2 separate regions of the Gossypium raimondii genome follow, and region 2 is linked to region 1. The links are chromatin contacts, called in public Hi-C maps. All regions are on one chromosome and are shown on one strand. The core of a region is the stretch at or near the end of the contact, and the rest is flanking DNA. Distances in the headings are between cores, read along the strand shown.

The links. Hi-C and Micro-C count contacts between places; a contact is called where the count stands out from the background.
Region 2: a contact with region 1 is called in a Hi-C map of leaf, with 3 times the contacts expected there. The contact joins the promoter of LOC105791601 here to the promoter of LOC105791596 in region 1. A contact is called at or near these places in 2 of 2 Hi-C or Micro-C datasets (both in leaf).

The regions. Positions count from the first base shown.
Region 1 is chr8:44,837,007-44,840,553 of ASM2569854v1, forward strand. It overlaps LOC105791596, which reads left to right and starts at 2,150. Exons shown (of 6, transcript XM_012619721.2): 1 at 2,150-2,513; 2 at 2,590-3,143; 3 at 3,236-3,428. The coding sequence starts at 2,259.
Region 2 is chr8:44,974,237-44,977,697 of ASM2569854v1, forward strand. It overlaps LOC105791601 (mediator of RNA polymerase II transcription subunit 2), which reads right to left and starts at 1,330. Exons shown (of 3, transcript XM_012619742.2): 1 at 1,109-1,330; 2 at 961-1,022; 3 at 582-876. The coding sequence starts at 1,166. The coding sequence ends at 748. LOC105791602 reads right to left here. Exons shown (of 3, transcript XM_012619743.2): 3 at 2,393-2,900. The coding sequence ends at 2,548.

The sequences.
Region 1 (3,547 bases), core at 900-3,399:
TCTTTAGATCTTTCACTTAAAAATAATAAAATAAACAAAGGAGATTTAAAATTCTATATTAATATTAACTATTTGTGCAGAATGTACAACTCTATTAATTGAAGAGGACAAGTTGAAATATAGACCGTTGGTGTTGCCGTGTCTGGTTGAATTTGACTTGTATAATTTCCTTAGATCTTCCCAGAGTTATTTGTGGCGTGGATTATGGTTGGGGCTATTGTTATTGTCATTCACATTCAAATGCAGTGGCTTATGCGGTCGATTATGACTATATATATATATATATTTCATTTAAAATTAACAAATTTTTCCATAAAAAATAACTTGTCTATTACTTCACATCAAAAGTCTTATTACTTATAGAACAGAAGACGAGTTCGCTACAGTTAAGAGGGTTTTTACGGGATCATAATGGAAGATGAATTATTGGCTTTACTAGGTATTTGAGTAATTGTTCTGTCTTTTATTCTGAGCTTTGGGGCATTCTTGACGGGTTGAAACTCGCTTTTGATCAGAGATTTGAAAGAATTTTAATTCAGATAGATAGTATCAAAGCAGTTAATGTTATTCAAGATGGAGATCGAGATCAATCCATTATCTTTTGAAACTTCTAAGTCAGTGGAGTATTCAGCATATCCCTCATGAAGAGAACAAAATTACAGATAGAACCATTAAGGATATACGTAACAGAAGAATTGAGTTAAAATTATCAGAAGACCCATTTCAATATATTACACTTATTATTTAGCCTCTGACTTATAATTCTTTCCCACAAAAAAATCTTACTACTTAGATTGAGTGACAGTGCATTCAACCCAAAACAAGTTGTGGATTTACATTTATTTAAGCAAATCAAAGTTGCTTCCTTTTTCTTCTTTATGTTAATATGTTGTTTCATTTGGACAAAAGAAATTAATACCCAAAAAATGTCCACTTTGTTTTAGGTAATAGGCAACACAAAGCAGAGCCTTAAATTCTGTGTTTTGTTGTAATCCTTTGTTCGGTAGAATAGCACTAGGAAAAATGAACTAATAGTTCATCCATTTTTGAATGGAGGGCGTTTTCGATCCATATTTATTTTTAGTGTGATGTGTTTAATTTTTTTATTATTTTACGTTATAATATTATTATAATATTTATTTAATTTTATAGTTATTGATATTTTTATACTAATTATAAATAAATGCATTGATCATATAAAATGGTTTAGAATAATTTTAACTAACGCAAAAAATAAATAAATAAAATTTTAGACTGGAATTCGAGAACCGTTGCTCACGAGTATGATGTATTGTTTAAAGGAGCAAAAAAAAAATGTGAATGAAAACGTGATAACATCCATCTCCGTTTTAAAAGCAAGAAAAATATTAACCAAAATTAACGTTCTCCTCCATGCGAAATGTGAGACTGTGTGCCTTACCACATGTTTATTTGCCACCAAGTCATGCCTTCTTTGATATTGTTTATTAAATATAGGCCAGAGATTTATATATGGTTTTGGATAAATTTTGCTATTAGCCCCTGTACTCTACGAAGTTGTGGATTTAGTTATTGTATTTGAATTTTGTCATTTTTAGTTTTTGTACTTTTTAAAATTTTAAATTTTAGTCTTCACCAAATAATAACTGTTAAATTCATTCGATTAAGGTCTATTATTTCCAAAATCTAATGCGACAAACATATTATCATTGTGTAATGCCATGTTAGCTTATTATTTTCACATATTACTCACTAAAAAAATCAATTAATAGATTAATAACTATCATTTGTTTCAAAATTAAAATTTCAAAAGTATATAAACTTAGAATGATCCAATTAAAGAATATGAGCTAAGTCTACAATTGTACATATAATACAAGACTACTAATTGAATCTAACAGAACAAATTTAACTTCTACTATTTTGTCCAAGACTAAAATTTTAAAATTCAAAAAGTATAAGGACTAAAATTGACCAATTTAAAGTGTACAAGTCTAAATTTGATCATATTAAAGTATAATGATTAAATCCATAATTTTTGCATAGTATAGGGACTAATAACAAAATTAAACCTATAGTTTACCTCTAGCTTCGACTTTCCCCACATAACCAAACTTTTTAAAGTCATTAAGAAGGTTTCATTTGACCTTAATACATAAACCTAAACGACATTCAATTCCGCCCTTGGCCTGCCCTTCTTAATTTGGTCTATTAGCTGATAAAGGATCGATCCTGGTTTGGTCGAGGTGGAGAAGTTTGAAGGGGCTTTGAGCTTAACAATGTTAGGTATAAAGAAGAAATACCATGTTAAACAAGAATTGGACGATGACAAGCCCTCCATCCATGGAAGAATGAAAAGGAACAATAATAATAATCAGAACCATCAAACTGGTTTCTGTCTTATGTCCATGTTGGAGTTACAAAAACCCATTATCAATACGCCTTGTTGGCCCGTCAAGAAGGCGGCGGCTTCCACAATCATCGCTGTCTTTCTCATTACCGTTCTGATGGTTACCGTTGGTTGGCTTGATATTGTAAGTCTAGCACAACCCTTAATTATATATATGTATATGCATACGTATGTTTATAGCTGTTTTTTTTTCTATGTAGTCCTTCTTTTCAGGTGTTTCTTCATATCAAAACATGGTCGTGGGTTCCAAATCAACAACGGCAAGACACAAGCCCGAGTTCCCACTCGAATGTTCCACTGAAAACCAGACACAAACATGTCGGAAGGACTATCCTACCACCACCGGTATTCCACCCATGAACACATCAAAAGTTGAATGCCCGTCGTTCTTCCGATGGATCCATGAAGATTTACGGCACTGGAAGCAGACAGGGATCAGCCGAGACATGATCGAGGGTGCACGCAAGACGGCGCATTTCAGGCTGGTGATAGTGAAGGGAAAAGCATACGTAGAGAAATACAGGAACTCGATACAGACCAGAGATAAGTTCACTTTGTGGGGTATATTGCAGCTTCTAAGGATGTACCCTGGAAGGTTGCCGGACTTGGAGCTGATGTTCGATTGTGATGATCGGCCGGTGGTTCGTTCAAGGGATTTTCAGGGTCCAAATGCCCGACCACCGCCGTTGTTTCGGTATTGTGCTGATGAATGGAGCTTGGACATTGTGTTCCCGGATTGGTCCTTTTGGGGCTGGTAATAATGGATTAATTTACAAAATATATACGATTGCTATTCTTTTTAGTGTTTATGAAACTAAGAGTGTGAAATGGTTAATTTGTTATTAGGCCTGAGACCAATATAAGGCCGTGGAGAAATGTATTGAAGGAGATAAAGAAGGGCAACGAGAGGAGGAAGTGGAAGGAAAGGGTGCCTTATGCTTATTGGAGAGGGAACCCCAGCGTCGCCCCTGCTAGGAAGGACCTTATGAAATGCAATGCTACCGACAAAAATAACTGGAACACCCTCCTATACGTTCAGGTCAGTCAAAGATTTTACCATTTTCTCCCTTCTAAATGTGTACTGTCATAGAAATTTCCTTCGGTTGGGTTCCACCGCTAGATGCGCATTGTTTCCGTGTTAAAGCGGAAGAAACAACA
Region 2 (3,461 bases), core at 80-2,579, 140 kb after region 1:
TTGATCAGAGGCACGTTAATGTGTCTTGGCTAAACTTTTTCATTAGATGTCCTTTCCTAGTAAGAAAGACAACAATATGAAACTCTATACCATTCAATATTTGACCATTCAACAATGAACTATGAAAAAACCAGACCACCCACCCTAAATCTTATGCCAAATAACTAAAAACCCATGCAAGTTTGCAACTGAACCGATGGCTTGATTTACCCCATCTACCCATTACTAACAATGCAAACATGCAAAGCAATTTCCTATCTTTCCAAATTTATTCATCAAATGTCAACAGCATTTCCCAAAATTTCCATCATTGGCCACAGCATAGATCATAAAACTCTTTAACAAAAACATTACATTTGACTTGCTGTTAAACGAAAAGGGTAAGCTACCATGCCAAGTTGAACTTCATCAAATAGCTAGCGAAATTTACTAAAACCGTAATATAAACATTCATAAGTATTGCCATCCTCTTTAACGCACTGTTGCACACTAGCACTTAAATAACCATCAATGGAAGCAATTATATTGTCTCACTTTCCATGTACTCCAAACTGATATACATTTTTAACTAAGAAAATTGATTTGCTAAAATAGATTCATTAACCAATATTATGCTGTCATACCCAAAAAGATTCTCATTTCTCAAGCTAACATATGCATTCATCTCAATAATCAAAATTTAACAGAAATAAAAAGAAGAAGAAGAGGATATTGAATATTCCCTCTAAAATTACATAACCATGAAGCTCATTTGTCAAGCTCCATTGCTTGAGCTGCTTTAGCTTTAGCAACTTCAGTTAACTTGGTCTTCAATTTTCTTTTCCCTACTTGAAACCCACTTCCACCTTTCTTCTTTTTCTTCTCACTACCATCAACCTAATTAACATTACAGATTTATCCATGATATAAGTCCTTAAATAAATAAAATTTATTAACAAATGAAAGAATAAAAGGCTTTACCTTCATCTTATTCTTCTTCGCTTGAAGCTTCTTAACCTTCTTGTCTTTCTCTTCTCTCTCCCCTAATTCGACAAGACAAACACAAAATCATAAATCACTGAAAAGAAAACCCAAAGGAGAAAGGGTAAATAATTGAAGAAATTCGTACTTTGGAGATCGAATTCGTGCTGCTTTTTCCTACGAGATAAATTATTCTTCTTCGACATATTCCTTCGTAGGCACCGCCTCCAATTTCACTGCTCTTCCTCTTCTGTGCTTAAATCTAACCCTAACCTTTATCTGGGTGGTTTTTTTTTCTTTTAATTCTTTATTTGGTTTTTAGGACATGGAGTGTTTTGTACTTCTCCTTTTTTTGGCGTTTTCGCCTCTTAAATTTTCTAGTTTCTCACTATTGCCTTCTCAGTTCTAACCTTTTGTTCTTTCGCGAAAATTGGTAACTTTTGGGCCTGACATTATGCCCATTGACCACCGTTGGGTCCATTTGAATGGGTTGGGGGCTGAGATTATCTTTGATAAGAATGGCAATGAGATGAAAATCAACATCAAGGACAGTAATAATATGATTATGAATAAGTTTGTATAAAATTTAAGGTTTATATTTTCACCCAAATCAAGATTAAGTACATATAATATTGATACTATAAATTAACCCAACCTAGACTTGACTTGACTTGACCTAATCAATGAACACTAATATTTTGTGTTTATATGATATTGATATTATGGATTAGCTGATACAACATATAAACATTAATATTCTGTGTCTAATTACTTTGCAATTTACGTATTTACTCCATTCACATAACTAATGAGGAACTTTTTAAGGATAACAACGAAACGAGTATCTGTAATTTTTTACTTCGTTAAAAGTAATACATTGTGAAAAACTCTTCCCCTAAACGCTTCTCCTCCTTCACTCTTCCTTGGTCTTACCCTTTTGCGCTTCCTTGGTGGCCAGTGGGCAACCCATCATCGCCCCCTCCATGCTGGCCTTCTCCCAAACGCCCTTTTCTCTCTTTCTTCCATATCTCCCCATTTACCCCTCCTCTCCCTTTCTTCTCCCTCCATTTCCTCCTCTCCCTTTCCTTGTTGGTTGTCGGATGTCTCCTTTGCCTCCGCTTGTTTTTTCCGGCTTAAAGAGGACTTTTTGGAGAAATAATATCTTGGCCTTGTGTAGGCCCTCAACTTTTCTTGGTGGGAGACCTGATCGAGGCCATCGCCTCTTCAAAGGATGCGAGATTTTGTCATCCTCTATATCTTAAGATGTAAGGATACGACAAGTTTTCTTGGTCTACTACTGGACTTTCGATCAAGCAATCGTACCAATTCTTTACATTATGTTTAACTATGGACTTTACTTGTTCCTTTGTCCCAGGGGCTTTCTAGCCTTTATTTCTTTATTCTGTAATGCTATTAATAAAAAAGATCAGTATCGAGCAATGCAAAAAATCATACATACGTACATACGTCTTGAAACCCTAATAAGCACGTTTCACTACAATCATTTGATGTTAATATTAAGGTAGAGCTCCAAAAGCATTTACTGTTAAAGTCATTATTTAGCCAACAATACATATCAGAAACACGTCACTCACCTAAACTTGCTTGAGCACTACGAAATAATTCCTTGGTTACTCCATAATAGACTGATTTGTTACCTGTAAAGGTAATAAAGTTCCACCCGAATGCTGATCCCCCAACAATATATGACCCGGGAGCTTCACCATTTTCGGATTGTTGTTTATCTAAGACACTACTTGACCGAAAAGCATTGTTTTCGGAAGATATTGCCGGCTTAACAAGTTGTGGCTGCTCTTCTGGGTTCTGCTTCATTCCAGATTCACTTGGCACTGGTTGGTTTACTGCTGCATTATTACATTTCTCTATGGGAACTGTTTCAGCCATTACCTGCTTGTATAACTCCACCAAAAGCTTCATATCTGCAGATTGTAAATCACGAATTCAAAACAACATTAAACCCAAATTGTAAATCAGACATAAATACATGATGCCACCTTAAGAGAATGGATGCTTATGAAAGAAGAGATTCAAGACATAGGGATATTAAAACCCATTAATAATTTATGCCAAACTTGGGAATAAACTATTTATATGTGAAAGTTAGGGCAGGCCTGCCCTGATGATACACTGTTTCTCAACTATTTTCTCAATATCTAACTAGGGTTGGTAGCAGGTTCGATATTAATATCCAAATATTATCTGAATACGTGGGTATCCAAACTTGCACCATCCACTACCATGCCATCCTTATGGTCTAATTTAACAGGTTGGTTAAACAAGTCAAATAGGGCTCAGAGTAGTAGGCTAACTCGAATTGGAGTTATGCAACATTTTGTGACTTTACATAAAATTTAGTGATTCAACAGGAAATATTCGAAGTTAATCATAGCTAATAAATGAAAAACAAACTAACAATATGAATCATCCCTTTCCTTTCCGATATCCTAAGCAAATAGATAGCAATAAAGATCAAATCCATG